2 separate regions of the Gossypium hirsutum genome follow, and region 2 is linked to region 1. The links are chromatin contacts, called in public Hi-C maps. All regions are on one chromosome and are shown on one strand. The core of a region is the stretch at or near the end of the contact, and the rest is flanking DNA. Distances in the headings are between cores, read along the strand shown. Region 1 has its middle 6.2 kb from the start of LOC107899378. Region 2 holds the start of LOC107899379 (protein DETOXIFICATION 8).

What was found. Hi-C and Micro-C count contacts between places; a contact is called where the count stands out from the background.
Region 2: a Hi-C map of leaf shows a contact between it and region 1, with 2.0 times the contacts expected there. The contact joins the promoter of LOC107899379 here to the enhancer-like site in region 1. A contact is called at or near these places in 10 of 34 Hi-C or Micro-C datasets (cotyledon, leaf, petal and 1 more).

Annotation. Positions count from the first base shown.
Region 1 is chrA07:10,761,289-10,763,988 of Gossypium_hirsutum_v2.1, forward strand. No RefSeq gene overlaps it. Among protein-coding and RNA genes, the nearest start is that of LOC107899378, 6.2 kb to the left of the region's middle. Within about 2 kb of position 1,348, at least 2 of the 9 cell types and tissues checked have an H3K27ac peak or open chromatin away from gene starts, as enhancers often do. A contact at or near this core is called in leaf, where this site is marked.
Region 2 is chrA07:10,829,560-10,832,259 of Gossypium_hirsutum_v2.1, forward strand. It overlaps LOC107899379 (protein DETOXIFICATION 8), which reads right to left and starts at 1,364. Exons shown (of 8, transcript XM_016825080.2): 1 at 1,026-1,364. The coding sequence starts at 1,256.

The DNA.
Region 1 (2,700 bases), core at 98-2,597:
GACAAGGACTTGACAGCTGTTAATACATGTTTAAACATCAAAGAAAAATCGTAATTAAAGTTCACCTATAACTAAAATAAAAGTTAATATTTTAGAAACGAAACAAATATAATCATTTTTCACTCCTTTAAATTTTGGGATGCGTTTTATATTAAAGGAAAAAAAATATTTTGAAATGATCAAGAGACGAGGACCAGATTATTGTTAATACATGCTTAAACACACCCAACCTGACCTAAAATTACTCTTGTGGGACAATACTCATAACAGCATTTAGTTTTTTTTACTATACGGAGAAATCCTAGAGAAGAACCCCAATTAGAGTTTACCCTTTTTACTCCCTCTAAGTTTTGAGGTGAATTCCATAAATCCTAGAAAAAAAATAATAATTAGAGTTTACCCTTTCCACCTTTTCAAGTTTTGGGGTGAATTCCATAAAAAATAAACACTGAAGTGGCTAAGAGGCGAAACCTGTGTTCCCTCGAAATCTACCCATCACAACAGCCAGGGCTACAGCAGTTCCTTTCCAACCACTACCTTCAACTACAGTTTCTAAAAAGTATTTTTACGATAAAAAAATAATTTTAAAATAAAAATATTATTAAATAATATATTTTTAAATTTTCAAAAATAATTTTTTTAGTTAAAAATATAAATAAATTTTTTTAGCTTTTGTGATCAAAAGCATTTTTAGAGATATGAACAATCCTAAACAGATAATTTTTAGTGATAAAAGCGTTTTTAGGATCAAAAGACAATTTTAACTATTATAAAATATTTTATATAATATTTATATTTAGTATATAATTAATTTCTTATTGAAATTTATTTTAAATATATAATATTATATATTTAATTTTTTATTAGTTATATTTTAATATTTAAAATATATTTTATATATTCAAATTAAATTTTATAAATCATTAAAATCGTCTAAAAATATTTAAATTTTATATTTCATATATTAAAATATTAACAATAAATTATAATAAATTATTTTTATAATTTTATTAAAATAACATAATATTAACTAATTTAAACGTTATTTAAATGTATATTTGTTACTTTATAACACCATTTTTAAATTGATATTTTATTTTTCAGAAATATCTTTTAACAGTAATACTAAACACATAAATTTTAAACCAAAATTATCAAAATACAACACATTTTGAGTCCATTCATAAGCTAAATATTAAGCAAACAACATATTATCAATATCTAGTTACGAATATTTAAAAATTTCCATTTTTCATCTTGTTAGCTTGAAGGCAATTCGACCATCACTCATATTCAAAATTTCTGCGGCAGAGATTTCTTGAACCCGATGGGCCAGAACAGATCGGGCCAATTGGGTTCTAAAAACATGAATTTTGTTTAACAACCCGGCCTGGTGGATGGATCTTACAAAATAGTCCTTCCTCATTGTTTAAAGAGTAAACTATATATTTGATTATCTAACATTAATAAATTTTCATTTTGATTAGGGATGATAAAAAAACTTGAAACCAACGGATTTTGACCTGATCCAACTGATAGGGTTGGTTTTTTTTCCTTGACATTGGATTTTAGGACAAATTGAGTCAGGTTAACTTTAGAGAACGTTTGGGTCAGGTTGGGTTTAGCGTAAAATTACCCCACCCCATCTTGAGATATTTACGAAATTACCAACATCATTTTACCACATTTACTCCCATTTCACACTAGTTTCTTTTCCCCTCTCATTTTAATTTATTTTTCCAAGTTTTCCTTTCATTTCGTTCTTTTATTTTTTCTTCTATGATGTAATATATATTTTTACATTGTCATCCTTAGAATAGTTTTTTAAAAACTATTTTTAAATTTAATTAATCGTAATTTTAAATAAAAAAGTTTGAACTCAGGTCGGATCGGGTATAAAATTGATTTTCGGATTTGAGGTAGGTTAAAATTTTTAAAGCTCAAGGTCGAATCAAGGTTGGGGTATGATGGTAGAGTATCAAGTCAGGGTCGGGTGGGAAAAAATTCACCCCGCCCCATTTCCATCATTAATTTTGGCACTAAAAGTAAAAAAGTTTATCATTTAAGCATTGCCGTTACATACTTTTATAGTTTTAGTCACTCTACCATTACATACTTTTATCATTAGTCACTCACCCTTAATTTGTCATTATATACACTCATTTTAGTCACTCAACTTCGACAAATTTTTATTATAATCTCTCATTTTCTTTTTAGAAAATTCTTTTTAAAAACATGATTTTTTTATAGGAAATTAAATTATTGGATTACTAAGATTAAATCCATATTTTTCATCTATAACTCAATTTCATATAAAAGTTGATGTTTTTCTCTATAGAAAATTCAAGTAGTTTTATGTAAAACTCCAAAAAATTCTATTTTATTAAAAAAATAAATTGATTCTAAAAAGAAAACAAATAAAGGAAATTAAAAATATAAAATGAATTTTTGGTAAAAATTTAAGTTTTGTTTTTCTGTAAAAATGCAGATAATTTTCTATAACCCCCCAGTTTTCTTCTTTCACTCAAAAAACTAAAATTAATTATAAAAAAGAAAAAATAAAAAATAAAAAAAAGATAATTTAGTTTTTCCTATAAAGGTTCAAGTTTTTTCTCTATAAAAACAAAGATAATTCCCTTTAAAATTTCATGTTTTTCCCTTCGTTTTTATTGAGAAAAAAAATTAAAATTAATTCTAAAA
Region 2 (2,700 bases), core at 114-2,613, 68 kb after region 1:
GTCACTGTGGCCTGACCTATTTTATTGTAACTTGTAGAATTAAAATGCTATTATATGTCTTTTTTTTAGGCTTTATTCATAAACTAGCCCATAAATTATAGCACTTTTTAAATAGGTCCTTAAAATTTTTTTATCAAAAATTACATTTAAATTATTAATTTTGTTCCATTTTACTAAAAGATAATAGTAGTCCATGAAAATGTGACACATCACCCATTCTTATTAGACATATAACTTTTTGAGTAAAATAAGATAGAAATAATAATCTAAATAAAATTTCAGAAAAAAAAGGAAAACCTTTAAAGGCCAATATGAAAATTTAGAGCTCAATTTACGAAGAAAGCATCTTTTCTAATACTTGAAGAGATTTTTTTTAACTAAACCTTTAACTTTACCTTTTTAATGGAAAAATTAATGGTAAAAATAACATCAAGGTTAATTATTAAAAATAAATTATATTTATTTTTAAAAAAAATAGATAAATTAATTTTTATACATAGTAAATTAATTCTTCAATTAAAAATTTCATTTATTTCAACACATAAAAGATAATACAATAAATATCAAATATCAATTTATGTATGTTAAAATAAGATATATATAACTCGTTATCTATAATATAATAATTAATTTTTTTTTACAAATATTTCATGTTAACCCTAAACTTAAATAGTTTAATATCGTAACTAAATCCAGTCCAAACTAAATCTATCATATTACCAACTCATTTCCTCATTCAGAAAATTTATTATATTTTAACGTAAGATATTTACTACTTTGTCAGTGTAGTACTTTCCCCAAGCCAAACGAGACGGATAAATTACATATTTGATCCTTGATAAAATTTATAATTTAATTCAAGCTCTTTTAACTTTACATCAGCCTTTCAATATAAATTTTCTTATTTTGTCTCAAATCCTTCGTTTAGTTTAGGGTTTAAAAACAGTTTTAAATATATATATATATAACCTTAAGTAGAACAAAAAAGAAAAGCAAGAAAAGGAGAAAAGAAGAAGGATTATTACAAGTAAACTGAAGCCAGTGACATTGGTAAAAGAAGTGGCAATAGCAACCCCAGAAAGAGCAAGCTCACCAACATGACCAACTATCATCAACGATATCACCTGTAATAGATACTGTGATACCGATACAGCCACCATCGGTGCCGCCATGTAACTAACCTTCTTCAGCTCCTTCACGAACACCGTCGTCCCCCATGTTTTCCGATCATCTCCCTGTAACAGTGCCTCGTCCATTTTTATGTCAACTTTCTTTTTCTTGTTCAGCAAAAATTGTTTCTCACTTTTCTCCACGGCACAGACTGATTTTATTACAATAGTAATGTCGCTGCTTCTGCTGCTACGTACACGACAGCAGATGATAAGGTTTTGTCGGTATTAATGGTAAATAAATTAAATCACGTGGACATTTTAGTTAGCGTACACCTTGGAGTCTCTTATACGATTCGCCGAGTATTTCCACCTAATTATTCAAATCAATTATTTGACTACTGTCTCAAACGCTTCGCCGAGTATTCTATATCTTAAAAAATAATGAATTCAGAGGAAAAATAAAATAATATGATCTTTTTTCTTTAAATGAATGGTTATTTTTAGTCCTACGTATTTATTAAACATAAAAAAATGAAAAAAAAAAGTTTGCGGATAGTTATTATTATTATTATAGTAAATGATGTTTTTATTTTTATTTAATAAGTTTATTATGCTTAGATCTTGGTTTATATAATTAATTTATTATATGTTTATAGTTGGATCAAATAAGGTGGAGCGGACAGTAGAGATAAACGGTTCATCTAGTTGGATACAAGGCAGAGAATCATCATAGATTATATTTAGAAGTGATAAGATTAGAATCAAAAGAGAAGGTTTGGAGAAGAAAAGTAAGGAGTTTCCATTTTTTGTCGAATTTGAGAGTTTTATTGTCTTAGTTGTAGTCTCGAGAGATCACGTGTCAAGCCTTTATTATTGGGTCAAGGATAAGTAGCCAAGCGATCTATCACTATAGGCTTAAGTAGAGTGATAATTGGACATGCTATTAATAACTTCATATGGGACGCAATAGTTAAAATTAGAGATGATTGTTAGTGAGCAAGATTTACACGAATATTAAAGCAAAATATGCTTTTGAAGAGTAAATAAGACATTTGTAGATCGGGTAATCTAAAAAAGTCTGTTTTCAAGTGAATTTCTACTTTTGAAATGGACGAGAGCCTTTGCCCCAAGCCAGAGATAACTAACCAACCAATTTCCTGATCCACTTGAATTTCTACTTGACTAGTAGAGCCGGGCAGGCTACTGTTCTTGCTACGACGAAATCCTAAAAAAATGAAATCTGTTCTCGGTAGCAAGTATTGCCCGCAGCTGATCTACTACTAGCAATGACTAACTGACCAAGCTGATCCAGAAAGGAGATATTAATGTGAAATCTGTTCTCGTGAGTATCATAGTAAAGAGTATATCTAAAAAATGCACTCGAAAGATTACTTGGAAGTTAAAATTATTAACATTATTTGAATTAATGTGAAAGTCAAGTGATATTGGTTTAATCAAAAGCTTTATAATAGCATGGAAAATTATATACAACAGTTATATATAAAAAATTTAAAGGTTTTTAAAATATATTAATTATTTTATTTAACCGCAAATAATTTTAATTAATTAATAGTTTATGAAAATGATA